6 separate regions of the Mus musculus genome follow, and all the other regions are linked to region 6. A link is a contact called in public promoter capture Hi-C data. All regions are on one chromosome and are shown on one strand. Each heading gives the region's core, a stretch centred on a gene start, on an enhancer-like site or on the middle of the called end of the contact. The rest is flanking DNA. Distances are from core to core; before and after follow the strand shown.

Region 1 (4,059 bases), core at 1,504-4,003, 1.3 Mb before region 6:
GGACATTGAAACGTGTGTATGGTCTTTATAATCTAGGTAACCTTCCTGTTAGCCAAGAGAGAAAATGAAGGGGAAGAGGAAGCTCATTCAGTTTCTCTGAAATTCTTAACCACAGACTAACTCTGCAGGTGGACCTCAGAATGCTCATGAAGTGTGGGTTGCTGTGGACTCTGCTGCAAGGCCCTGGGCAAGGGTGCCAGCCCAAAACAGCGCCTCGCTATCCCTGTGCTATGGGCGCGGCAAACACTGCACTGCGCACCTCGGGATCAATGAACCATGCATAATATGCTAGCTACTTGCACTAGCCCAGCAACAAAGTGAAGAGGCTAAACTCAGAGCTCACCAGACAAGTCAAATCAAGTGCCTAATCTCAGTGTGGGACCAGTCCTCTGCATCCTAATCTCAGTGTGGGACCAGTCCTCTGCATCCCGGTACCCTACCAAAGGACCACCCAGTCAACTGGAGGCAGCCAGACACCATGTTCTGGCACACATCCGTCACAAAGAGCAAAAAATGGAAGGAGACAAATTGTCTGAATGAAGACAACAGGCTTTGAAATTCCTGTTCAAGATGAGTGGCCTTGTAAACAATCTCCACTTACCCCACTAAAATACTTACTACAGTACAATCAGCTCACAAGAAAATAGAGCACAGCCAAAGACTTAAACTTCTGACAGAGGATCTAGATAGCTTGCAGGACACAGGAGTGGGGCTCCAGGCCCCACCTGGCCCTCAGCAGTCTCCACAGCCACCCCTGACAAGCAAAACAGCTTCCAAGCAAAGGGAGACAGACCCTGGAAGATGCATAAACAGCCCAGATATAAGGTGTCTGTTATGTGGTCCTCCAAGTCTTGAGGTAACAACCTCTCCCAGACACTAGTGGGGAAAACCATTTTTAAACCCCTCTCCACAGACCCAGGGCCCCCTGCCAGTTTCCTCTTACCTTAAAGTCTAAGGTTTAAGCAATAATAATTAGCACTATTGGAGGACCTGCCATCCAAAGCAAGAAGCTAACATTTACCACCCACCCCCCAAAAGTGATAAACAAGAAGTCAGATAAGAGAACTGAAAAGAACCCCTAATAGTTTTCTCAGCCTGAAAGAGAAAACATATTCATGAAACAAACTACTGAACAAAAGGAAAAGAACAAATACATTCAGAAATTTTTTTTTGTTTGTTTCGTTTTTCAAGACAAGGTTTCTCTGTGTAGTTCTGGCTGTCCTAGAACTCACTCTGTAGAGCAGGATGGTGTCAGACTTAAGAGATCCGCCTGCCTCTGCCTCCCAAGTGCTGGGGCTAGAGGTGTGTACCTCTCTATGCCCTGCTCAGAAACTACAATTCTGATGGTGGATTCGCCGGCCCCCTCCCCGAGATAGGGGAGGTTGCCTATGTAAACACTATGTAAACGAGGTTGCCTCAAACTGGCAAAGATCCACCTGCCTCTGTCTCCTAAGTGCTTGGAATTAAAAGTCCTGCGCCACTGGGGTGAAAGATAAACTGAAGTTCTTTCCTGGAATGAAAATCAAAAAGGAATAGAAAGATAAAGAAACTCAAGTAGTGTGCCCAAATGGGGCGGGGGTGGGGGGGAGGGCGACAAACTCTCTAACGACTTTAAGAAAGGCTCTTGGGACAATCTCCCAGCGCTCGAGGACACGCCTACCGAGCATACCTGCGAAGGGCAGACCTGTTCCAATGCCAAGAAGACCTTAGGCCGGTCCAGGGAGGAAACAGTTACCAGAAAGGAAGTCCTTGGCAGAGGCTCCCTGGGGACTCAAGAAGAAAGCTGACTGAAACACTGCGTCCTGAGCTGACCAGGCGTGCAGCGAAAGAAAGACCTCGGGACCTACCTGCACCCGCCTAAAGCGTCCCCAACCCAGATTAGAAGAAAGGCAGAGAGGAGGTAGAGGGAAGCCGGAGGTTCCACACTATCTCCGAGAAGTTACAATGTCACCAGGAGCAGAGAAACAAAGGCCACCACAAGTAACAAGGAAAAAAAAGAGCCAGGCTGTGCGGGACGGGGACGTGACGCTAGGTGGGGAAGCGAGCACCAGTCTCGGCCCCGATGTCAACAGAGAGCAGAGCAGAGGCGGGCGGACGCGCCAACCAGGGCGAAGTCACCCGGTTACCGGGGCATAGCGCCAACAACGGCCGGGAGATGGGGCCACCTAGGCGGCGGGGCGGCGCGCGGGGCCCGGGCGCAGCGCGCGAGGCTCAGTCCTGAGAGACTTGGGCGGCCGAGCCAGGGCCACAGCGCCCGCGCGCCGAGCCCGTGACAGGAGCGCCGGGCGCGGGCCCGGGAGGCGCCGAGGCCCCGGAGCCGAACGCACGCGAGCACGGCCGCCGGGCCTCGGCCGCTCGCCCGCTCGCTCGCTCGCTTCCCGGGTCCCGCAGCCCCGGCGGGTGGAGGCGCGGAGGCGACGCGCGGACATCCCGCGGCCCGCCGGCCCCCGCCCAGCCCGGCGTGCGGCCCCGTGGCCGTTGGCGACGGTTGGCGGCGGGGCGGGGCGGGGGCGGCCGGAGATCTCGCTCTCGCTCTCGCTCTCGCCCCGCGGGAAGGGGGAGTGGAGGCGCGACCGGCTGCGGGAGCTGCAATTACCGTGTGGGCTGCGGAATTCTCGTGGTGTTTGTCGGGGAGCTGCGATAATGGCGTCCGTCCTCGCGAGAGAAGCAGCCGCTCTGCGCAGGCGCCGCGAGCGCCTCCCCACGGCCTGCGCCCCGCCCTCAGCGCAGGCTCCCTGGGCTCCCGGCTCAAGGGCGGGGCCGGTCGGGAAGGGGGCGGGGCCTGCTCTGGGCGCCTCTGGCGCGCGCTTTCGCCGACGGACTCCAACGAGCATGCGCAGTTGTCCTCCCCTGCTCCGAGAGTTGACTCGCTGGGCCCTTACTTCCCCATCTCACGTCCATGTTACTTGCTAAAGCAGTAAATCCTCCAGTGTTCAATCTGAGGAATGTACGTCCTCTTTGATGGGTGTGAACACACTAACGCTGCCCTGACGACTACAAATCCCAGTGTGCGCTGTGTGTGGCACGATGCGTCCTGGGACTGGTAGTCTCTGCGGCCATGATTTGCCTGCTGGGATTTGTAGTCCATCCGGATTCTGGCTGCCCCATGCCTTCCCTGCCCTGAGGGCTGCTGGGACTTGTAGTGTCAGCGGCTCAAATGGGCTGTACGCTCCCAAACCCGTCCTACCTACTCTACCTGGCATCGGTCTCAGACGTTCCGGGCTCGTTCAGTGGCATTGTCTGGAAAGTTGCCTGACTTCCTTATGGACAAGCTGGTCGTGGGGACACTGTCACTGTGATAGAGATTATATGTGACATGCTTACGTATCATGCAATAGGAGCTATGCAGCATCGATGTGCATTTGTTGCCAGAAATGCCACTAATGGTTCTCTGCACCTGGTCTGTCGTCAGTGTTCCTTTCCAGGCTGTCCCCTTCTGCATGTTCGCAGTGAGCAATCCTACAAACCGGGATTACAGGAGTTATTTTCACTTAGAAAACTAAACAAAACAAAAACCTGTTTCCTGCCCGTTCCCCTGTGCCGATAATAAAGCCATGACTCAGTGCAGCTACCAGCTGGGCAACCTTGGGACAGCCCTTCTAAACCACTGTGCTCTGTCTGGGGTTTGATCCTGTGCCACTTTACCTCAGGATTGTCTTGAAGATTTCAACCTAGAACTGTGCTGTTAAAATGAGACCTGCTGGGCAGTGGTGGCGCACACCTTTAATCCCAGCACTTGGAAGGTAAAGGCAGCCAGATTTCTGAGTTCGAGCCAGCCCAATCTACAGAGTGAGTTCCAGGACAGCCAGAGTTATACAGAGAAGCCCTGTCTCATTTGGGGAAAAAAAAAAAAAAAAAAAAAAAAGCACTGACTGCTCTTCCAGAGGTCCTGAGTTCAAACCCCAGGAACTACATGATGGCTCACAACCATCTGTAATGGGAACCCAATGCCCTCTTCTGGTGTGTCTGAAGACAGTGACAGTGTACCCACATACATGAAATAAATAAATAAATCTTTAAAATAAAAAGAAAGAAAGCTAAGCCCAGAGGAACTACGAG
Region 2 (4,080 bases), core at 418-2,917, 1.7 Mb before region 6:
ATAGAGATATACCTGCCTCTGCCTCTGCCTCTTGCGTTCTGAGATTAAAGACTTGGTCACCACTGACTGGCCTACTACTGAGAAACGTGTTCCAAGTAGGTTTTGTTAAGGAGGCTCGATAACACACAAATACAACTTCTGGAAAACGACTTTTCCTTTGAACCAAGGTCTCACTTTGTAGCTTTGGCTGTCCTGGAACTCACTATGTAGACCAAGCTAGCTGGAACTAAGAGACCCCCTCGCTTCTGCTTCCCCCCAAGTTCTGGGATTAAGGTGTGGGCCACCATACTCAGCTGTGGGAGATGAAGTTTAGCAGAGCAGAGCCTATGTTGATGTCTAAGTTCTGTTATGCCTGGTTAAAAAAACTTATTCATAGCTCCATCCATGTATAGAGCAAGAATGTCAGGATGTTGAAAACACCACCCGCAAAGTGACTTAAGCTCTGCAAAAACTCTTCGGTAAGGAGATGGTCTCCTTGGGATGGTCTGCAGATGACAAGCTATCTCTTTGGAGATGAGCAAAGCAAACTTACCTGCTGAGTGTTCAGGAAGTAAATCCGAAGTGCTCTTAAAATGTTTGAGCATTCCCCATCTACGACTAGAGAGGAGTTTCAGCTTTGGGGACATATTGATTGGTTCCAGAACTGGCTGGCTTCAAACGTGTTCAGATCATTCGCATTCTCCTCTCAGGGGGCTGGGAAATGGGAACTAGCCTAGGGACAGAGAATCTCAACCTCTGCCTTGGGATAGGTAATGTGATGAAGAAGAAACAAATGCCTTCTTCTACTACCCTCAAATGGGTCTGAAGATTACTCTTGTTAATAAGTGCCAAGAAAAAGCTCATTTGAAACAGCTATTGTGCCCGGTAAACTCAGCTGTCAAAAGTATACGGGAAACTAAGTATCTAGTAGGGGCGAGACTATAGGTCTTAGTTTAATTTCCTTCTAGCACTACAATCGCCTGGCTACTTTACACTAAAGAAATGGCATCTCTAAGCTCACAGTCCAAGAGGCGAGGAGGTCACACTTCCTAAGCGACCCGGGACTCTTGGAGCACAGTGGGTCCGTCCAACCTGTGCTCGCTTGAAGTTGCGAGAGCAAGTTGCAGGAGGCTCCAGAGAGTTCAAAGTTCCCTGCAGAGCCCGTCGAGAGTCCAAGCGGGCCTCCTCCCGAGCCAACCTGCGCGATCCGCTCCCCTTTGTGGGCGGCGAACATGTGCCACGCCGAGTGGCCCGGAAGGGAAAATGACAGCTTCAGGAAAAGCAACTTCACCACGGCAGACCGCGGCGCGCCACGGCACCCGCCCGGACGTCCCAGGCCGCAGCGGGCTCGCGCCTGCCCGCTGTCCCGGCCCGCGCTTCGGCCCGCGGCTGCGCACAGCCGGGGGCGCGCCCGAGAGCTCGGGAGGCGGCGCCGGGCTCCGGGGCCTCGCTCCCGCCGCCGCTGGGGCGGCCTTCTCCCCGCCGCCCGCCGGCCCAGCTTACCTCAACGCGAAGACGGGAGGCGGCCACGGCTCCGCTGTGGTGGGGGCAGCGTGGACGAGACGTTCCTCAGCCTTTTCGCTCCTCACTGGCTCCGGCTTTGGGCACGACGCGGGCGGAACAAACGGGCTCCACTACCCGCGGGGGCCGGCCATTGTGCAACGTCATCAGGCCGCGACGGCCGTCTTGCGAACCGGCGGGCTTCCCTCGCTAGCCCCGCCCTCTTCCGCACTTCCTTCCGGCCTCCGCCGGCCTCGCCTCCGCGGCGCGCGCTCCCAAGGCTCTGCTACTGCGCAGGCTCACCGAGGTCGACCCCGCCCTCTAGCGGGCCTCCTGGCGGCGCGTGCGCAGTCGGTGGCTCTTCGTGGTAGTTGCTTGGGATGAGATCAGATGAGGAGCAGGCGGGATGCGTGCCGGAAAGGGAAAGCCCTTTGAGGCTCTTGGTGAGTGCGAGTGGACACTTCCAGGGTCTGAAAACTTAGCATTCGTTTCTTCAGGGCACGAACTTTCTGCCTTATTAAATATCAATATTTTGCCGGGCTGTATTTAATCCCAGCACTTGGGAGGCTGAGGCAGGCGGATTTCAGAATTCGAGGCCAGCTTGGTGTACAGAGTGAGTTCCAGGACATCCAGGGCTACACAGAAACCCTGTCTCGGAAAAAAAAAAATCAATACTTGACCAAAAGTGTTTTGGGGGCTGGAGTGTAGCTCTGAGGTTGAGACAGCACCTGCCAAGTATGTGCGAGGCCCTGGTACCCTCAAAAAAAAAAAAAAGATTTTGGAGTTGAAGGATTTAGATCCTCTTACCTGTTTCTGTGACGCTAAACATCTCTGGCATCGTTAAATTACCGTGACCCAGTGTAACCTCCCTGGGGAGGACTTAAACTGATTGGGTCATTTTTCAGTCCCCTCCTACTACCCAGATGGGGCTCAGCTGCTGGAGCCCGAAGTCCAACCCCCCCCCCCCCCCATGACCTGATAAAAGGTACGGAGATCATTAGGTACTGACCCCTTGCAAATTTTGAATCTGATCTTGGTCTTACTGGTTAGGGGCTGCCTGTCTTCCTCAAAGTGAAACCACCCGGATGCCCATAAACTGATATAAGGGGGGGGGGGAGTTCTGGTCTTACAGTCCTGCATTAATTGGGCCACAGAAAGGGATGAAGTTCAGACACATGCTACAAACACCGAGGACGCCTAGGAAGGCGCCAGTCATGACAAGTCGAATACTTTTGACTCCATAATGCGACTGAACTATGCCGCCCACCCTCCAAGTTACTTACATGTGAAGTCCTAGCACCAAGCTGGTATGGATTTCAAAGCAGAGCCTCTCCGTGAGGGTATAAAGGTGGGGTCTGGATCTCATAGATTGGTGTCCTTCAATAGATACCAAGGAGAGCTATTTGAGAGATCATGCTAGTGCTGGGATTAAAGGTGGCTGCCAATCAGGTCAGACAGAAGGTTCTCCCTCTCTCTCCCCCCTCTCTCCTATGTATGTGTGCATGTATATATGTATATCTCTTTTCATACACCACCACCACCACCATCTGAGGAGACAGTGAGAAAGCAGCCATCTGCAAGCCAGGATTAGGCCACGCTGGCCTCCCACCTCTGGAAGAAAATTAACACCAACTGCTCAAGCTACCCAGTGAAATGAGCCGAATCAAGCCAGATTAGATCTTATTCAAGCCAGGTTTACTGGGAAGCTGCTTGCCCGCGAGCTCACTGACCCCAAGGACTGAGGCCAGGGGAGTTGCCAGGTCTGCTTAGCTATGTAAAATATGCACCTTGGTCCCTTATAATGGGGTCTAAAACTAGACATTGTCCACCTGCATGCTACCATGCTCCCCTCCATGATGATGGACTGACTAATCTCTGAAACTGTGAGCCCCTAATTAAATGATTCCTTTTTATAAGGAGTGCCTTGGTTGTGGTGCTTTTTGACAGCAATAGAGCAGTAACTAAGAGACCAGACTTGAGTAGTTAGCATGGCAGTGCAAGCTGCATAATATTCAATTTATATAAAAATATAAAATAGGCGAGATGGCTCAGCGGGTAAAAGCTCTGACTGCTCTTCCAAAGGTCCTGAGTTCAAATCCCAGCAACCACATGGTGACCCACAACCACCCATAATGAGATTTGACGCCTTCTTTGGGTATGTCTGAAGACAGCTACAGTGTACTTATTTATAGTAAGCGAGCAGGGACTGAGAGAGCAGGGTTGACTGGAGTGAGCAGGGGTCCTAAGTTCAATTCCTCACAACCACATGAAGGCTCGCAACCACATACACACTCATTCTGTCAGTTCTGTGTCTCTGAGTCATACAGAGCTCTGAGATGGTCAGACAAACACTTCATAAGATGTTGGTGGCCACCGCAGAAATGCAATCAGTAGAGGCTGGGGAGATGAACTGGGGAACGAGTCGGCCTTCCAGATGGATTCTGAACTTCCCTCCTGTTCTCTATGCTCTCCATCCCTGGCTCTTGCCTGAGTTAATACCAAAGTCCCCTCTTCTCACTCTTGCTTCATTTAGAACCCAATTTCAGCAACTCCTGCAGTGGCTTCTTCAGCCACAAGATAAAAGCTACACTCCTGGTGCCC
Region 3 (4,429 bases), core at 159-2,658, 1.2 Mb before region 6:
GATACCAGCTTGTCATTGCTTGTGAATGGCTGACATACTGGGGGTTGGGGGAGGTAGCTCCAGTGACCCTTGGAGTCTTTGGCTGAACACCTCCCCGACATGGGCTTCCAAGGGGCAGCTCTGGCATTCTTGGCTGCAGCAGTAGATCCAAAGATGGGGAGAAGTTTGAATTTCTTCATTGGTCATGCCTCAGCAGTGGGGAAGGCTTGGCAGACTGGACAGTTTAGCAGAGCATACAGGGCTCTGTATCCTTACAAGTCTGAAGGTTCTTAAATTAAGCCCCCCCCCCCACCTTCCCTTCTGCTTGTCTGTGAGTTTTCCTGGGGACTCCTTTGGACAGAAAATGGAACAGCTGGTGAAAAGGAGGGGGTCTTGGGGCTCCTGGACTTATCTTGACCAATGAAATTTTCCAAGCGTACCATCAGCTCAAATTACACAGCCCATACCACGAGGGCTTGAACCCACTTCCTTGAGCTCACCGGTGGGCGTCACGAAGATGCCAGAGCTGATAATGGTGCCCACGATGATGGCACCAGGCCTGGGATGCTGAACCTTCCAGATGTGTGACCACATTATCTCAAAAACCCTCTTACCTAAGATTTCCTAAGAATGACAACCTAAAGCCCTTTCACCCTACAGTAGATTGGGTTGGTTCCCTTCTAAAACTTGCTTCTCCAGATTGGGTGTACCACTAATCGAGCTTTTGTCAAGACCCTCCTTGGGACCAGATGGATATCTAAGTCCAGGAGTAAGCTGGCTACCATTCTGGTCTATTCTTCCGTTTCCTCCAGAGCTGACGGATCATTTCGCCCTCAGACTCGTTTCCTCTGGACCAAGTTGGACTATAGGGGTGCCTCACCCCACAACCCACCCCCACTTATCCTAGATAAGATATTTATCCTTCATCTCCCAGACGCACAGGATATGCACACTGGAGGAAGCGGAGATAAACACCCGCGAGGCAGGGCCAGGATTCCGGGCAGGTGTTGGGACTATACACTGAGCCACCCCCCTTCCGGTGCTTTCTCCCTTGACAAGTCCTCTGCGCCGCCTGGGGCGGGAGAAGAAGCACGCCCTTACCAATCGGCCCTGACATCCTGCACAGGACTTGTGAGGAGGTGTGAGTCGACTCTCCACCCGCGTACAACATTCGGATCTTGTGAAACACGCCGCGATAAACCCATCAGTAGTCACGCCGCGTTAAACACATCAGTAGTCCTCAGTTTCAGGATCTTAACGCTCCACGTGCTCTAACAGACTTGGGGGCGGGGGCCCGCGAAGGAGGCGGGGTCGCGCGGGCTGAGGGGGCGGGGGCCTTTGCGAGCTGAACCAACAGCAGCGGCGATGGGCGGAGCCTGGAGGGCGGGTAACGGTAGAGATAAAAGGCCGCGCGGGCGGGGCGGACGCAGACGCACTTCTCAGTACGCGGAGAGCGGCTCGGCCGCGCGCACGCCGGGTATCCAGGCCGAGCCGGGAACGCCGAGAGCATGGCGGTCGCGGGCGCCAAGAGGCGCGCGGTTGCGACCCCGGCGGCGGCGGCGGCGGAGGAGGAGCGGCAGGCGCGGGAGAAGATGTTGGAGGCGCGGCGCGGGGACGGCGCGGACCCCGAGGGCGAAGGCGTGACCCTGCAGCGCAATATCACGCTGCTCAACGGTGTGGCCATCATCGTGGGCACCATCATCGGCTCTGGCATCTTCGTGACGCCCACCGGCGTGCTCAAGGAAGCGGGGTCGCCCGGACTGTCGCTCGTGGTGTGGGCTGTGTGCGGCGTCTTCTCCATCGTGGGCGCACTCTGCTACGCGGAGCTGGGCACCACCATCTCCAAGTCAGGCGGCGACTACGCCTACATGCTGGAGGTCTACGGCTCGTTGCCCGCCTTCCTCAAGCTCTGGATCGAGCTGCTCATCATTCGGCCCTCCTCGCAGTACATCGTGGCGCTGGTCTTCGCCACCTACTTGCTCAAGCCGGTCTTCCCCACTTGTCCGGTGCCCGAGGAAGCTGCCAAGCTCGTGGCCTGCCTCTGCGTGCGTAAGTAGGGGTCCGGGCTGGGGTGGGGCCGGGCTGGGGCGGGGCCGGGTGGGCGCGAGCCAAGGTTCCTGCGTTTACAGCTCGGCAACACCCATCCCAGTATCCCTCCATCTGTCCATCCCTGAACCATCTCGGCAGTTCCAGGCTAAAGTCACAGGCCCCAGAACCCACGTGCGTTTCTTTAATCCATTCATAGTGTCTATGCTTTCGGGACAGCCCTCGCGAGACCTCAGTGGGTCGCGGCTCTGACCCCGCGGCAGGCATCCCGCTTCCCGACCTGAATTCTAAGTACGAGAGATCTACTCTGTCCCGGGTGAGAGCAATACACTCCCTGCCTTCAGCAAAGCACCACGTGGAGTGGCAGATATGCCAGTTTCCTGTTTCAGCTTCAGTTGCTGACTGGTTGCTAAGAGGGAAATTGCAGTTTAAAAAAAAAAATCACTTATGTTCTTAAAACCGGCCTATCAGGAATCAGTGAACTGGCTGACTCATAAGAAAACAGTAGTAATAAATTTGTGTGTGGTAGTGATGGCTGCTTGCTCGTTTAAGATGAGTAGCGGAATCGTGTAAAGCCTGCCTGTCAGTAAAGGACTAAAAGAAACTCGGCTGCAGACAGACGACAGTCTGTGTGGGTGGGCTTGAGGGGTCCCAAGATGTGCCAGGTAACAGCTGTTGAGTGTAGCCTTTATGGGACGCATAGGTCAAGACGGATTGATTTCTGCTTTCAAAAACAGTTGTGTGATTTTTCAGGACTGGGGGAAAATGATCGTTTGAAGCAAATGCCACATGATTTGGTGGTGGAGAGCAACCTGGAAATAAATCATGCTACTTTCAAAATTACAGATGAGTTCAGGCAGCTAAGACCGATGTATCTGTTTGTTTTGAGAGCTGTGTTGATAGTGCACACAGAGAGGGTGATGGGGAGGTGGGCTAGACTTGGTTGTGAGCCATGGAAGTCCGGGGCTGCTGTTAGCACTGGGGCCACTGCTCGATGCCAGTGCCTGTTTTGGCTTTGGCCCTGAGACTGTCTCCTGTTATCAGACCCAGCCGGGTGTGCCCTTCAATTCTGAGACCACCCACTCTGCTCTGTAGTGCCAGTTGGATGATGACCAGTAAGGTCTTCTGTGTGCTTGGTTCATGTGTAAACCGTCATAGCTAGAGTTGGTCTTCAAAAGCACTGGGCAGTCCAGGGAGAGCCTGGCCTCAAACGGGACACTGCATACTCAATTTTAATTGTCCAGTTCTCCTTATGGATGGTAATCTCTTTAGGGATAAGGAATGTCGTGGGTACCTTTAAGGTTTGTTGTTTGCTTGCTTGCTTGCTTGCTTGCTTGCTTGGTTTTGAGACAGGCTCATGCTATGCAGCCCTGGCTGGTCTGCAGTTCTCTGTCTCCCAAGTGCAGGCAGTAAGTGTGTGTACCATCATGCCAGGCTGGCATGGCTGTCTTTAAAGAGCCCACACTCTTGTCAAGATAGTTCTGGAAACTGCAGGTGCTAGTGACATATGGGAAGCAATGCTTGCCCACAGGAGGCTGTGAGCACTGAGGGCTGGCAAATGTCCTTTCTTTTAAAATTTGTTTTCTTTTTTTTCTTTTTTTCCATTTTTTATTAGGTATTTAGCTCATTTACATTTCCAATGCTATACCAAGAGTCCAGGTGCTCTTCCAGGTCTCTGAAGGCCTGGGCGCCGGCTCCCGGAGGATTGCACTCTGAGGAGAGTTTCAGTGTTCATGGAGTGAGTGCCCTGTTCTTTCTCGAGGGCACTTCTGGGGAACATAGTGTTCCCTGGCTTCCATGCCTTAGGAAAGACCCCGAGGAAGCACTGAGAGTCAGGTTTTAGGGCAGAGGTCTGGTTTACGTGGTTGAGTCTTCTGGAGTCCTCTGTGTTTGTCTCTCCACAAGTTTCCTTCACCTAGTTAAGACTGGATTGGGAAATGACTTGGCCTCCATCCCGAATGAACCCACTGGTGGTAAAGGTGCAGGCCATCTCCCTCTCAACAAGTCTGGCTCCCTCCTGCAACCTCAGGCCTGATGCGGGCAGCCTGGAGCGGAGTCTTTGATGATGATTGGAAGACTTGTTTTCCACATTGTTCTGGGTGGCCGAGAGCCCGTGTGAGTGAGGCCTAGGGACCATCTCGTGGCTTGCTGTTTGGTTTTGTTCTGCTTTTGAGACAAGACTTCTCTGTGTAGTCCTGGTGGTCCTAGAACTCACTTTGTAGAGCAGGCTGGTATTGAACTCACAGAACTGTTTGCCTCTGCCTCCAGAGTGCTAGCATTAAAGGCGCATGTTCATTTTTGCCTAAGTGAAGCTTGGGTGCTGTCGACTTGACCTGGAGCCCAGTGGTTTAGGTGCATTTCTACTGCTGTGATAAACACCATGGCCAGAAGCAAACCTGGGGAA
Region 4 (4,281 bases), core at 328-2,827, 1.6 Mb before region 6:
TAAAATGCACACTTGGTCCTGGTGGCAGTGTGATGTGGACAGAGGAGGTAGCTCAGGCGTCTGGAGCTGGAAAGCCGGATGCCCAGCCCCCCTCCCGTCACCTCCTGGGCAGCCCAGATGACCTGTCGCTCTCGCCAAAGGGAAGCTCCGGGGAGGAAGCCCCGCGCCCTGCCGGGAGAGGCGCGAAGTTATTATTGGTGTGGCGTGGGGAGGAGCTCTTCCTGTGTGCTTACTCGCTCCTAGAGCAGCCAAGAGGCCCCGCAACCTGGTAGCCCCAAGAGCCCAGGAGGGTCTTACTGTAGGGGGGCACGGATGATGTAGGATTATAGGGTCTGCCTTGCTCGGGAAAGTGCCCACGGGAGAACCTGCGAGAAACTTCACTCGGGAACAACGTTTGAGTGCCTGAGGTCCCTGGATGGTTCAGGATAACCCCTCGGATGGAGGTGGAGAGAGCGGTGCCCATGGGCATCCATTCGTGTAGCGTTGTTAGGGGCAGTTGGTGGGTCGGATCTCCACATGTCCCCCAGCAGGCAGAGGTCGGATCGAAAACTCCAGAGCCGGAGCGGATAAAGGGGGTTTGGTCAGCCAGTGCCAAATGCCTAGGTTGGAGCAGCCTCCACTACCTATTCCGCTGCCTTGTCGCTCTGCAGCCAAAGCGCTGCGGTGGGCGCCGGCCGGTCCCCGCAGTCCCAAGTCCCCCTTACTCCCAGGTCTTTCTCCTTCTGCCTCTAGATACAAAGCCTGGGAGAGTCAAGCACGCCAGATAAGATCACAATTTCAGCCCGTCCCGACAGAGCGATCTTATCAGGATGGGACTTGCAGAATGGAATATTTTAAACTTTATCTGAGCCCAGATCGGGGCCGCCCTATCGCCGCACCATCTCGGATGCGGGGGAGGTGCAGGCTGCGAGGTGGCCCGGCTCTGCTGGAGCCGCGCCCCCAGACACTCTCCTTCCGGCTCTCGGGACCCGCCACCCTCTCTGGGGCCCGGACCCCCTGGGTGCCCATGCTGAGACGCGGGGGCCCTGCCCGCCGGCAGAGATTAGATTACGGCGCGCTTGGCACTCGGCGCGGGGGGCGCGGCGCGGGGTGAAGGTCGCGGGCGCAGCGGGGTTGGGCGGCCGCGCAGGGGCGGCGCGGGGCGGCGGGGCGCCAGCGGGGGTCTGGCGGGCACCACGGGCAAAGTTTGACTCACGCTTGATCTGCCGGGGATTGCTCTGTTTCCTCCTGGACATGTCTCCGGCGCCGCGCGCCCTCGCGGCGGCCGCCTCTAGCCCCTGGCGGGCGGCGGCGGGCGGCAGGGGCGCGGCGGGGTAGCGGGGCGGCTCATGCCCCCGGCCCGCGGGCTCCACGGCTGCCTCGGCCCGCGCCCCCAGCCCGCCGCGCCGCGCGTGGGCCGCCGGCGCCGCCGCGGAGGCCCGAGGCCACGGCCCTGCGCTCGGGCGCGCGGACTGCCCGGCGGGCGGCGGGCTGGTGGCGGCTTCTCTGCTCCGGCGCAGACGCCGCCGCCGCCGCCGCTCAGCTTTTCTCAATGGAACCTGCGAGCCGCGAGCGGCGAACCGGCGGCCGCCGCCAGGGCGCTCCCCGCAGGCTGGCCAGGCGGGCGGGGCCTTCGCGTAGCTGGCGGCGGGCCCCGCCTCTCGCCACGCCCCGGACCGTCCTCCGCGGTAGCGCCTTCCCACCCGTGCTGACCCCGCCCTCAGGCCGTCCTTCCCACTGGCCCCGCCCCAAACTAGCGCTCGTCTTTTCTCTGCTTGCACCGACTTCCGCGTACTCACCCAGCCTGGGCCGGGCCTTCTGTCCTCGCGCTGGCTCCACCCCTCATCTGTGCTCCTCGCGCTGACCCCGCCCTTCAGCCGATTCTTCCCACATTGGTCCCGCCCTTCGGCCGTCCCTCCTCGCGTTGACCCCGCCCCTCAGCCGTCCTCCTCACATTGACCCCCGCTCCTCAGCCGTCCTCCTTTCGTCGACCCTGTCCCTCAGCAACCTTATTACCCTGATCCCGCCTATCAGTTGTCCTCCCCACGTTGTCCCTGCCCCTGCCCCGCCCTCACAGTGACCCTGCTCCTCAGCTACACTCTCTTGTTGACTCCCTTTGCTCGTCCTCCTCACAAGAGCACAGCCTCAGCTGTCCTCAAACTGATCCCGCCCCTTTACTAGTCCTTCCCACGGGCTCCGCCCCTGTATTCCTTGCCACCCTGCTGGCCACGCCCACAACCCGCCCTTCCAGGTGCTGGCTCCGCCCACGTCTCCTCCTTCTTTGCCTTCGCCACGCCTCCGTAGGCCCGCCTTCTCCCTGGCCCCGCCTCTGCTCCGTAGTCCTTCGCACAGGCCTGGTCCTTCCCCGCCCCCAACACAGGCCTTGCCCACGTCTGTCCAATCCTCAGCTTTGTCCTCACCTCCTCCGGGCTGGCCCCTGGGCTGGCCCCAGGTCGCGCCGGCCTTGTCCCGAATTCCCACCCTCGTTTCTAGATAGACCTCTAGCCTTCTTAGTTAGTTGTAGTTTCCTGAGGTTATGTCCGCAGGCCTATTTAGGACTTGGAGACCTGTTCTGCCCCTTGGAGACCTGTGCAGCAGCCCCGCGGCACAGGCCCCTAGCTTGTCTGGCCCTGCCCCTCCGCTCTGGAGCTCCGCCCCCATGGCTTAAGTTGTGCTGCCCCTTGAAGCTGTGCCTTTCAGGGAGCCAGCAGTGGGGTCTGGATGCCCGAGGCCTGGACACTAAATTTTTGCTGGACTTTGAAAGTTGACAGAGACTCTGATCCAGAAGGAAGCTTCAGTATGAGATTTGCAGCTTCCGATGACTGTGGGTAGCCTCAAGTGGTTCAGTCTTATGCCTAATTGGAGGGGAGGGGAGGGAACCTCAGGTTTTTCCTTCTTGAACTCAGACCTGCCCGGAAATCCGGGAGGAGCCAGAGGTCAGCTGGCCTTGTTTAACCGCAGCCGATGCCACAGTGAACATCTGCCAAGGAGGTGTTCCCCCATTCCCCCAGCTTCCTCTGCTGTCACAGCCTAAGGAGGCAGGTTTCCAGTGCCCACGCAGTGTGCTCCAGACCCAGGTCAAGAATGTGCCTCTTGTTCTGTGAGGATATTGAAACTTGAGACATGCACAAGATCAACGCAGCTTCGGATGGGGTCATGTCCTCATCCAAAGCAAACCAAATGGGCACCGTTGATGTCTACTGCCTCTCTTCATAGCACACAGAGAATCAGAAAGGTCTCCACAGAGAAGACACATGGTCCCCCACCTACCTGGTAGGCAGTCTTCGGTTGGTACAACTGTCACCATCCATGTCCCCTTGGAAGTTTGCCAGATGCCAGGTACCAGGCGTTCTGGGTATGAGACCTATTTCTTTACAGCTTCTGATACTGAGGTCCTTGCAAAGAAGAGAGAGGTGGTCGCCTCTTCCCTGACACCCTGTACACTCAGTGAAGGGCACTGTGCAGGACTGGCTAGTGGGACTGAATGCTGCCCCCTCTGTTGGTCATACAGGAACACCAAGGCCCAGATCCAAGATTTGTACAAGGCTGTCTGGCTTTCTAGCTCTTCTCAGAGGAGCCATCCTTCTATAGCTGGGGTCCCCACATTGGCTGGGTCTTCTCAGTCTAGTAGCCCCAAGATGCTTACGAACTGGACAAGGCATAATTTGTCTATTTCCATCTTCTTAAGGGAAGAGCACTTTACAAGGAGATGAGGCTTAGGGTCTGGGAGTCCTGGGAGGTGACTAGAGGCTGGCATATGGTGAGAGGCTGGGTACTCGGTAAGTAACACTCAGGCTGGAAGTGCTGGATAAGAGCAGCGTTGAGTGGACATCTGAGAGTCATGAGAGAAAACTGTGGCTTTTGATTAGTAATGTCTTCCTGGGATGCAGGAAGGTGAGATGGGGCCATTCTTTGCCCGACTTGATTTACTTGTATGATGCTATGTATACATAGCCCAGGCTGGGACAGAAGGACATACTTAGCTAGCAACCTAGAGCCTGCCGGCCAGGACAAGCTGCATCATTTGCAGGGCCCAAGCAAAATGAAAATATGGGACGCCTGTTTTAAAATGAAGAATCCCAGACAGCCTCCCATCTGGGGACATGTGTCCTCCCAGATTCTGTGCCTAGCAGAAGGTCCTGCCACGGTCTGGGCTCGCAGCTTCCTGATGGCCTTCCTTTCTCTATCTTCCACCGAGCTCCCACTGTGGACCCCAATTTTCCTGCCTCTGTCTACTGGGAGTGGCAAGTTCATGACCAGAGCCAGCAGGGAAACAGGATCGATTCAGCTAAGGGCCTTATA
Region 5 (4,575 bases), core at 1,021-3,520, 1.9 Mb before region 6:
GCCATCCTCTTCACCCTGGGGACAGTTCTCAGTGTAATGGTGTACACCTGCAATCCTACACACCTCCTGTCGGCTGCACAAAGATCAGTTCAAGGTTATCCTTGAACTACACAGCAAGTATGAAGCCAGGTCAAAAGACAGAGGAAGAGAGAGAGGGAGAAAGGTGATACAGAGGTACCAGGGCTGAGGGCCAGGCAGGCTGTTGCTGATCTGGCCTGATCTGCCTCTCCCTGTTTGGCAAAGGACAAGAAGGAATGTTCTGATACTAAGGATCTGGTCTGGTTTTTGTTTTGTTTTGTTTTGTTTTTTGTTTTTTCGAGACAGGGTTTCTCTATATAGTCTTGGCTGCCCTGGAACTCACTTTGTAGACCAGGCTGGCCTCGAACTCAGAAATCCACCTGTCTCTGCCTCCCAAGTGCTGGGATTAAAGGCGTGTGCCACCACTGTCCTGGTCTGTTTTGTGAGTTTTTTTTGACCTAGGTAATGCTTGTGTGTGACTGACCAGGATATCAAAAGGAAGGAGGCTTGCTTGCATGCCAAGACTGCATACTTGCTGTGGCGGGCAAGGGTGGCGCCAGTTTTTCAATGGTAACATTGTATCTTAGAAGCTGCTCCCACAATTCAGGGAGTCTTCAGATGCTCTTTAAACTGCTACAACACTGTAGGATACAGTTTAGTTTTTTTGAGAGTTCCCCTGTTTGTTCCTTTCTGTTTTTACCCTACAACTACTTCAATGGTTGTGAGACATAAACATTTCAGTTCCTTTGGGACAGTGGTTCTCAACCTTCCTAATATTGCTTAATTAATTTCTAATATTGCTTATTTATTTATTATTAATTATTTTTATTTATTATTAATTAATAATTAATTAATTAATATTCCTTAAGACACTTCATGTTGTGGTGACCCTTGACCATAAAATTATTTTGTTGCTATAACTATAATTTTGCTACTTCTTTTTTTTTTTTTTTTTTTTTTTTGAGACAGGGTTTCTCTGTGTAGCCCTGGCTGTCCTGGAACTCACTTTGTAGACCAGGCTGGCCTCGAACTCAGAAATCTGCCTGCCTCTGCCTCCCGAGGGCTGGGATTAAAGGCCACGCCCGGCCTATAATTTTGCTACTCTTATGAATCATAATGTAAATAGCTGTTATGTAGGATATCTATTATGCAACCCCTATGAAAGGGTCGTTCAAGGCCCATAGCTGTCACGACCCACAGGTTGAGAACTGCTGCTCAAGGAGCAGGTCTGAATGAATTTCTGAACCTTCCCGTGTCTTAGCAGCACCCCTTCAGAGTCAGACTAGAGGTGAGTCTTGGAGACCAAGCTAGGCAGTTTAAATACTATATGTCCAGGGAAAGCCTGCATTTCTGGTGGTTCTGGAAAATTGAAGGTTCTGAAGTGTGATTGACTTTAGCCTGCTGGTGCCTTGAGGCTCAAAAGGGTCACATCATCACCGCTCCCGGTTAAGCCTCTGCCCCTAATGCTACTCATTTCCCAGTGCATCCTGAACTTGGTCCAACTGTGCCGTTCTTGACCCCTTTTCATTTCGTCTTTCCTATCCACCTTAATACGGAAGACTGAGCCAAACCAAGGCGGCTTGGGTGAGGTACCGGGCACGTGCCGGACTCAGACCTTGTCTGGCCACCAATGGGACAGCAGGTGCTCTGTCAGCTTTTGCTACTGTCTGTAGCACACTGACTAAAGCCAAGCCACACAGTGGGGGCAGGTGTGACTGGAAGCAGTCCCAAAGCCCCAACGCAGACCACAGTGGGATGCAGCTGTCTGATGCCACAGCAGTAAGGTGTCTCTCCACCCCAACCACCAAGGCCTAGCCAGCGTGGCCGCCAGTGCCACAGTTAGGGACTCTGACAGCCCCCAGAGGGCGCTGCGCCATCACGGCTTGGGGAACAAAGCGAAAGTTGCTCCAACCACGAGGGGCGCAGTTGCGCGTGGGTACTAAGTGGGTCAGGTCTTTGGGAGTCTTCTTGTATTGCCCCCACCCCGGGTCCCAGGCCCCGGAGCCCCAGGGAGAAGCGCCCCACGGGCACAGTGCGAGTAACTGCGCTGGGCTGAAGGAGGGTTTGGGGGGCGCGCGGGTCGAGGTCTCCGGGTCACCGGCACCAGCCAGGCTAGTAGGGCCGGCGCTCGAGCAGACTGCGCTGGGCAGCGAGGGGGTGCCTGGGCGCGCCTGGCCGTCGGGGGAAGCGCGGAGGCGGGCACTCCAGGGAGGGCGGGGGCCGAGCTTATAAAGGCCCGCAGGCGGGAGCAGGGAGAGAGCCGCCGCGTCGCCGTCCGGCCCAGCTCGGCCTCCACGAGCCGCCGTGAGTTCCGAGCCGGGCGGGCTGACAACCCAGCGTGCGCGGGATCCGGCCGTCGGGAACCAGAGGGCGCGGCCGGGCCGGCCGGCGACCCGAGATCGAGGCCGGCGGGAGGTCACAGCAGCCGCGCGCCGCACGTGCGGAGACCCGCCCAGAGTGCCATGGCGCGCGGTTCCTCCGGCCCTCGCACCTCCCTTTAGCCACGGCGGCGCGACCCCGGGCGGTCCCCCGGCCGCGGGGCATGGAGCCGCACGTGCTGGGCGCCGGGCTCTACTGGCTGTTGCTGCCCTGCACGCTCCTGGCGGGTGAGTGGAGGGCGCGGGCGGGAAGGCTGCGTCCGCGTCCCCCTGCGCCGCGCCGCCCCGGCGGGCGAGCATAGGCGAGGAGATTCCGCGGGACTCGCGGCCCAGGGCGCTCGCATTCCAGAGGCGTGAGCGCGCTGGCGGCCTCGGCGGGCCCGGCCCGGGCACCGAGTGGAAAGCACGGCAGGCAACGGCGAGGCGCGGGTCCGCGAGAGCCCCAGATAGCGCTGGGCGTCTCCACGCGGGCTGGGAGGAGAGGCCCGGGCAAGGGGCTGTTAGTGTCTGAGCTGTGAGGGGAGCGCGACTTTCTATTCTCTTTCGTAGTTAAGAAAAAAGAAAGAAAGAAAGAAAAAAATCAAACTTGCATCATGACTTCCTGACCAATCTGGGAGAAGGTGGCGTTCTGCCTGGAGCTTTTCAAGTCAGAAATTTCCTACCAGAACTAATGTTCCAGCCCTAGGCGCAGTTCTTAGTCTCAGTTCCGAGGTTGTCTGTCCAATGCTAAGCTCCTGTCTTCCTTGTGCCCTACTTGGTTACCTTCCAGAGGGACTGGGGCACAGGGCGCCCCAGGAGGCTCTGCCTGATGTCAGAACTGGAGATCCCCTACCTTGGCATACGTCCCTTTCTTGCAAAGAGCTTCTCTCTTTTGGTGTCATAGGTGCTGGGCTCCATTGCCGCCCTCCCAGCCTCACCCAGGGCACCTTGCCCAGCTGCTCACCCCCTTACACCTCCTGAAGCAGTCAGCACCCCTCCACATGTGACCTTCCTCGGGGTCTGATTAAATTAGCCCACAGAGAGTCAGTGTACCCACTGTGAAAGTTGGTCTGCCTCGTGGAAGTCCATCTGTTGGAGGTGGGGGGGTTGTGCGTGATTCCCTCCATCTCTCCACGGACACTGCTTGTGCACCCTGTTTCAGGAACAGGCTCCGGGGGGTGTCAGGCAACCCGGGCAATGACTTCCACACAGGCCAAGTTTTGATTTGTAGGACCAAAATGTGGTGAGACCGGGGTGGGGGGGTGGGGGGGATTTTTCAAGGCAGGAATCAATGAAAACCATTGAGCTCTGAAAGGAGGGGCCAGCGGATACTGTCCTCAGCTCAGCCCGGACTTAGGAGAGCCAAGGTCTAGGGCCCACATTTGTGGCTTCTTTTCCTCGCTGGCCTGTAGACGGTCAGACTGTAAATATAAGCAGAATGGGTGGATGAGAATGTAGAAGACGGGTACCCTTCTTAAAGATTCAACAAGAGCTGCTTCTCAGGCTCCTTCACTGACTGTCAACACTTGGGAACAAGGAGGGCAGGGCAGGGAAGAGGTGGTCCTGTTGTGTGCAGAGAAAGGCTTCTCCATCTTCATGGAAGAGGTCCTCTTTCACAGACAAGGGCCGTGCTTAAACAAAACCGGCAGACTTTTCTCTGACAGGCCAGATGGTGAATGCTTTCACATCATGAAATACTCTGATATTTTTTTCCAGCAGTTAAAAAAAAATGCAAAATCATTTCTTAGCTCGTGGACAGCAGTGCTACTAGCTAGAATTTATCCTTACCCTCCAAGGATCAGTCTGGGCTCTGAGGTCCCCTGGCTTTTCAGCTGTAGTATGTGGGTGTCAGAGGAAGCTTCCAGACTGAGTCTGGTTAGGATGTGAAGGAGGCTTTGCCAGCTTTGGGGGTTCCCACCCAGCCTGTGTGTTAGTCACCTGGGGAGCTTTCAAAAGAATATTGATGACTAATGCTCCTGTCTTTCCTTAGGCTCAAACTGTCCCCCCAATAAAATTCATTCATGAGAACATATCTAGGCACAGGCCACACCTACCCTGACACTGAGCCTGGGTGTGGGCTTGGCCACCAACAGTCTTCTTTATGCCTGGGGAGGTGGGCAAGGGATACAGAGCCAGCTAAGAGCTCTGTGTGGTGACGTAGGGGATGCTGGCATCCTGTTCATTTCTATGGGGTGTAGTC
Region 6 (4,038 bases), core at 351-2,850:
ACCACCCGTAATGAGATCTGATGCCCTCTTCTGGTGTGTCTGAAGACAACTACAGTGTACTTATGTATAATAATAAATAAATCTTTGGACCAGAATGAGCGGGGTCTACCAGAGCGAGCAGGGTTGACCAGAGCGAGCAGAGGTCCTAAATTCAATTCCCAACAACCAGATGAAAGCTCACACCCATCTGTACAGCTACTGTGTGTACTCATATACATAAAATAAATAAGTAAATCTTTAAAAAAAAAAAAAAAAGAAAAAGAAAGTAAAAGTCCTGAGCCGGGCATGGCGGTGCACATCTTTAATCCCAGAACATGGGAGTCAGAGGCAGGTTAAGTCTCTGCGCTCCAAGGCAGCCAGAGCCATGCAGAGAAACCCTGTCATGAAAAACCAAAGGGAGGAGAAAGAAAAGGGCAGGGAAGGGAGTGAAAGTCCTGCTCACCATGTGCTCGAAGGCACACCGAAGTAGAAATGGCTCTCTTGCCAATCAGGCTCAGCGCTCTGGAAGCCAACATTCTGAAAGACAAAAAAAAACCCTTATACCTCTTAACAATGACAGCAAACACCTTTTAGCCAAAGTCTTTTTGCGGCAAAACATTAAGGAAGTAAATGCAACTTATCCCCCGAAATGTTAAATGTTTTTTTTTTTTTTTTTTGGTAATGATTTCATCAACTTTTTAAGGCACGGACTGGCCTGAAAGCTTCCACTATTACCTTCCTCTACCTCGTAAGAGCCGGCATTACAGGCCAGAGGCATGCCCCCAGGATCCGGTTTTTATTACTGATGCGAAGGCACAGGGTGAACTTCCTTACATCAAGCCAAGGGCTGTAATATACATGGCTTTGGCCAATGACTATAAATCCGGCTTCTTAAAAAATTAACTAGAAAGACAAAAATGACTGAAACTGCTAGAACTAGATATATAGATAGATAGATAGATAGATAGATAGATAGCACGGTAGCACACCTCCTGCGACTGAGTTTTATTTTAAAAATTGACTTGTACAGAGACTGCGAAGGGCAAGCGGGAGGAGGCCGCCCAGGCTCAGGCCCTGGCCCGCTTCCCGTTCCTGCGTCCCGCAGGCGACCTGGATGACCCTGTCACCCGCCCCAGCGACCCGAGCCCCACGCCTCACTGTAGCACAACCCCTGAGATTCGATCCCCGAGAAAGAACGTCCGAGCCCGGGAAAAAAAAAATCAACGCCCGGGGCGGCAGAAACCGTAGCGTGACGTCAGGGCTCAGGTCGCTGTCCCTCGGGCCTGGCACAGCGGGAACGCCCGGTGCCCGGCAGGCCGGAGCGGGGACCCGAGACAACAGACCCGCTCGGGGAAGCGGGCGCCCCAAGGTCACCGAGCCGCTCAAGTCCCGGGTCCGGGGGCGTCTCGGAGGCACCGCTCCCGGCCCCGGCGCTCCAGGTCCTCGGGCCCCCGACCGTGCCACCCTCACCCGCCGTCCAAGGCCGTCACCTGCCACCGCTGCCCAGGCGACCGCCGCGACCGCCCTCTACACCCTGGGGTGCTCGCGACCGGAAGAACGGGGCCCGCAACCGGAAGACCAAGACGGAGCCGCGAAGCATCGCGGGAATCAGGGAAGCCCCGCCCCAAGCCCGTCCGTTTCAGAGCGCGGGGCGGGGCGGGGCGGGGCGGCGCGGCTCGGGGCAGGGCGGGGCAGGACGAGGCGGGGCGGGGCGGTAACTGTCGCGAAAGGCCGAGCGGGTAGCAGCTGCTTTCCGGCAGACGTTTTCCGGCCGACCGGCTGAGGCGGGAGGCCGCGGCCGGAGGTGCGAGAGCGTCACGGCGTGCAGCGGAGGGTCGTGGCGGAGGACCGCGGTGCGTGGGTCGCGATGCCCGGCGTGAAGCTGACTACGCAGGCCTACTGCAAGATGGTGCTCCACGGCGCCAAGTACCCGCACTGCGCCGTCAACGGGCTCCTGGTGGCCGAGAGGCAGAGGCCGCGCAAGGAGCATCCTCCCGGAGCGGGCAGCCACACGCTCTTCGTGGACTGCATCCCGCTCTTCCACGGCACGCTGGCTCTGACGCCCATGCTGGAGGTGGCGCTCACCCTGGTAAGCTCGCGGTCGAGGCCGCGGCGCGGGGTTCCGGGCCGGGCGGAGTCGGGCGCCCTTCGCGGGACGCTGCGGCTGCTCCCGGGGAGCTCTCGAGGTTTTGTAAGATGACCGAGAAACTCGAATGTGTGGTGGACGTCCTTAAAACCAGCACTCGAGATGGGGAGGCAAGAGTTCGAGGCCAGCCTGGTCTACATTAGTGAGATCTGGGATAGGTAACGTTTAAAGTTTAAACTTAATGTGTTTGTGAGGCCACAAAGAAAAAAATGCCTATAGCATGTAAATCTCTAGTTTTACAGAGGTTTTTTTGTTTGTTTGTTTGTTTTTGTATTTTGTGGGTCCACTTGCCGATTTTTTTGCCCCAGACTTGCTGTTTTAGCAAGATTATAGGTTATAATACGGACTGCTGTTTCTGCGCTTGTAATCAAACTCGGTTTCTCTGCTTAAGAGACATTTGCAAGACCCGGAATTCTAACTCTGCGGTTTGCCTTTATAAAGCCCTGGACTGATATGGTCAGGCGCTGCTTACTACATCTTGGAAGCGCTCTCAGGTGCAGTCCTGACGCACCTGAGAAACAGATCAGACCCGTAACCACCCAGTCTCCCCACAGCCTCATTTACATCTCAGAATGAGCTCTGAAGTTAAAAATCTGAGCTGGCCTAGGAGGGAATGCTAATCCTGTCTCCCCCTCTCCCACCAAAATGACTGCATTGAATCGGAGACTTGCTTTGAATGTAGCCCCCCATGCTAGCCTGGCACTCCCAGCACTTCCTGCTCTAGATTCCTGAGAACTGGGATTACCGACGCGACTCGCATTCCTTGATTTCTGTTTCTTTTGTTTTCTGGGGGAGAGGGTTAGGGTTTCACTCTTGTGGCCTTGCCGAGTTTGGGACTCTTCTGTAGACCAGGCTGGCGTCCTACACACAGACCAGCCTGCCTCCATCTCCTGAGGCTAGGTCTAAAGGTGTGCACTACCACCACACCTTGCTCATCCATTATTTAATTTACATTAAAACACCAGAGGTAATTTCCAGCAAACTACAAGAGCCTACAGGCAAATCGGCACGTTTACTGGGCACATTTTGAATGTTTTTTAGATTCTTTCTGAGCAGGAGGAAGGTTTGCAGATGATACTTCGTTCCAGAAGAGAAGCGTGCTTTTAGTGCCTAAAGTGTCTCTTGAGAGTTCCTGTGGGTGATTCTGGCCACCGTCTAAGTTGTTCTGTTAGCAAGGGAGTTGCACCTGGCTGGGCCCTGCCTTCCACAGTAGGGCAGGCTTCTCAGGTTCTCTCCTGACTTGGTGGGGTGGATTGAACCCAGGGCTCAGTTAGACTTGGATTTGTAGAGGTCTGGCAAGCTCTGTGCTGAAGAGCTCCTAGCACCAGCTGATGGAGGAGCTGGAGAGATGGCTCAGTGGTTGGAGCACTGGTTGCTCTCCTAGAGGAACAGTCCTAACTAGGTCAGACACCTATAACCACCACTAACTCTGTCTCCAGACTCCCTCTTACGGCTTCTTGTGTGTACTGCACTCATGCCCATACTTATAGACCTGAACTTAAAACTAAAACAAGGGCCAAGGCAAAGTGGCCTTAAAGTTCAAGGCCATCCTGTTCCACACAGCTAGTTCCAGGACAGCCAGTGCTAATGACACCCTGTCTTGAAAAAAAAACAAAAAAAAAAACAAAAAAACCCACAAGGTAGTTTTTGTGTTTGGTTGGTTGGTTGGTTTTTCCCCTCCTTAAGAAAATTAGCTGGTCAAAGTTGGAGGGTTAGGATGGTCAGGGCATTCAAGTGTCAGGCCAGCCCAGCATCCCAGGCCATGTGACCTGCCTCAGGGCCTCCACATCTGAGACGGTCTGGCAGTTGACTGTCTTGGACTTTGTGCACCAGATGCTGTGACCACTCTCTTCCAATGCTGCCCTCCACTGTGTCCCTTTAACAGTGTGGAAACACTGAGTCCCCAGTGCTCA

What was found. Promoter capture Hi-C pulls out the DNA fragments that hold promoters and counts their contacts. Capture Hi-C pulls out chosen DNA fragments and counts their contacts.
Region 1: a contact with region 6 is called in a promoter capture Hi-C map of adipose tissue, with 2.3 times the contacts expected there. The contact joins the promoter of Banp here to the promoter of Cox4i1 in region 6. A contact is called at or near these places in 8 of 39 promoter capture datasets (the C10 cell line, hematopoietic stem and progenitor cells, hippocampal neurons and 4 more), 5 of 484 Hi-C or Micro-C datasets (the G1E-ER4 cell line, embryonic stem cells and regulatory T cells), 2 of 115 datasets of contacts at active chromatin or transcription factors (astrocytes and large pre-B cells) and 2 of 9 other capture datasets (adipose tissue and liver).
Region 2: a contact with region 6 is called in a promoter capture Hi-C map of liver. The contact joins the promoter of Zc3h18 here to the promoter of Cox4i1 in region 6. A contact is called at or near these places in 3 of 39 promoter capture datasets (liver and pre-B cells) and 1 of 9 other capture datasets (liver).
Region 3: a promoter capture Hi-C map of pre-B cells shows a contact between it and region 6, with 4 times the contacts expected there. The contact joins the promoter of Slc7a5 here to the promoter of Cox4i1 in region 6. A contact is called at or near these places in 3 of 39 promoter capture datasets (hippocampal neurons, liver and pre-B cells) and 3 of 115 datasets of contacts at active chromatin or transcription factors (astrocytes, large pre-B cells and pancreatic cancer cells).
Region 4: a promoter capture Hi-C map of pre-B cells shows a contact between it and region 6, with 2.8 times the contacts expected there. The contact joins the promoter of Zfpm1 here to the promoter of Cox4i1 in region 6. A contact is called at or near these places in 1 of 39 promoter capture datasets (pre-B cells), 1 of 484 Hi-C or Micro-C datasets (B cells) and 1 of 115 datasets of contacts at active chromatin or transcription factors (astrocytes).
Region 5: a contact with region 6 is called in a promoter capture Hi-C map of liver, with 2.5 times the contacts expected there. The contact joins the promoter of Piezo1 here to the promoter of Cox4i1 in region 6.

The regions. Positions count from the first base shown.
Region 1 is chr8:121,949,186-121,953,244 of GRCm38.p6, reverse strand. It overlaps Banp (BTG3 associated nuclear protein), which reads right to left and starts at 2,753. Exons shown (of 14, transcript NM_016812.4): 1 at 2,597-2,753. It overlaps Gm27011 (predicted gene, 27011), which reads left to right and starts at 2,600. Exons shown (of 1, transcript NR_169031.1): 1 at 2,600-3,567.
Region 2 is chr8:122,374,203-122,378,282 of GRCm38.p6, reverse strand. Zc3h18 (zinc finger CCCH-type containing 18) reads right to left here and starts at 1,667. Exons shown (of 18, transcript NM_001029994.1): 1 at 1,483-1,667. It overlaps Gm39270 (adenomatous polyposis coli protein 2-like), which reads left to right and starts at 1,199. Exons shown (of 2, transcript XM_030243895.1): 1 at 1,199-1,922. The coding sequence starts at 1,212. The coding sequence ends at 1,850.
Region 3 is chr8:121,904,665-121,909,093 of GRCm38.p6, reverse strand. It overlaps Slc7a5 (solute carrier family 7 (cationic amino acid transporter, y+ system), member 5), which reads left to right and starts at 1,408. Exons shown (of 10, transcript NM_011404.3): 1 at 1,408-2,028. The coding sequence starts at 1,488. It overlaps BC048644 (cDNA sequence BC048644), which reads right to left and starts at 1,261. Exons shown (of 2, transcript NR_167716.1): 1 at 1,081-1,261.
Region 4 is chr8:122,279,437-122,283,717 of GRCm38.p6, reverse strand. It overlaps Zfpm1 (zinc finger protein, multitype 1), which reads right to left and starts at 1,577. Exons shown (of 10, transcript NM_009569.4): 1 at 1,196-1,577. The coding sequence starts at 1,235. The region is part of intron 1 of Gm39269 (a long non-coding RNA gene); the gene reads left to right. RefSeq lists an enhancer at 720-963.
Region 5 is chr8:122,549,024-122,553,598 of GRCm38.p6, reverse strand. It overlaps Piezo1 (piezo-type mechanosensitive ion channel component 1), which reads left to right and starts at 2,270. Exons shown (of 51, transcript NM_001357349.1): 1 at 2,270-2,624. The coding sequence starts at 2,561.
Region 6 is chr8:120,665,787-120,669,824 of GRCm38.p6, reverse strand. Cox4i1 (cytochrome c oxidase subunit 4I1) reads right to left here and starts at 1,600. Exons shown (of 5, transcript NM_009941.3): 1 at 1,470-1,600; 2 at 443-516. The coding sequence starts at 1,579. It overlaps Gm27021 (predicted gene, 27021), which reads left to right and starts at 1,683. Exons shown (of 4, transcript NM_001308449.1): 1 at 1,683-2,068. The coding sequence starts at 1,847. Emc8 (ER membrane protein complex subunit 8) reads left to right here and starts at 1,738. Exons shown (of 5, transcript NM_010926.6): 1 at 1,738-2,068. The coding sequence starts at 1,847.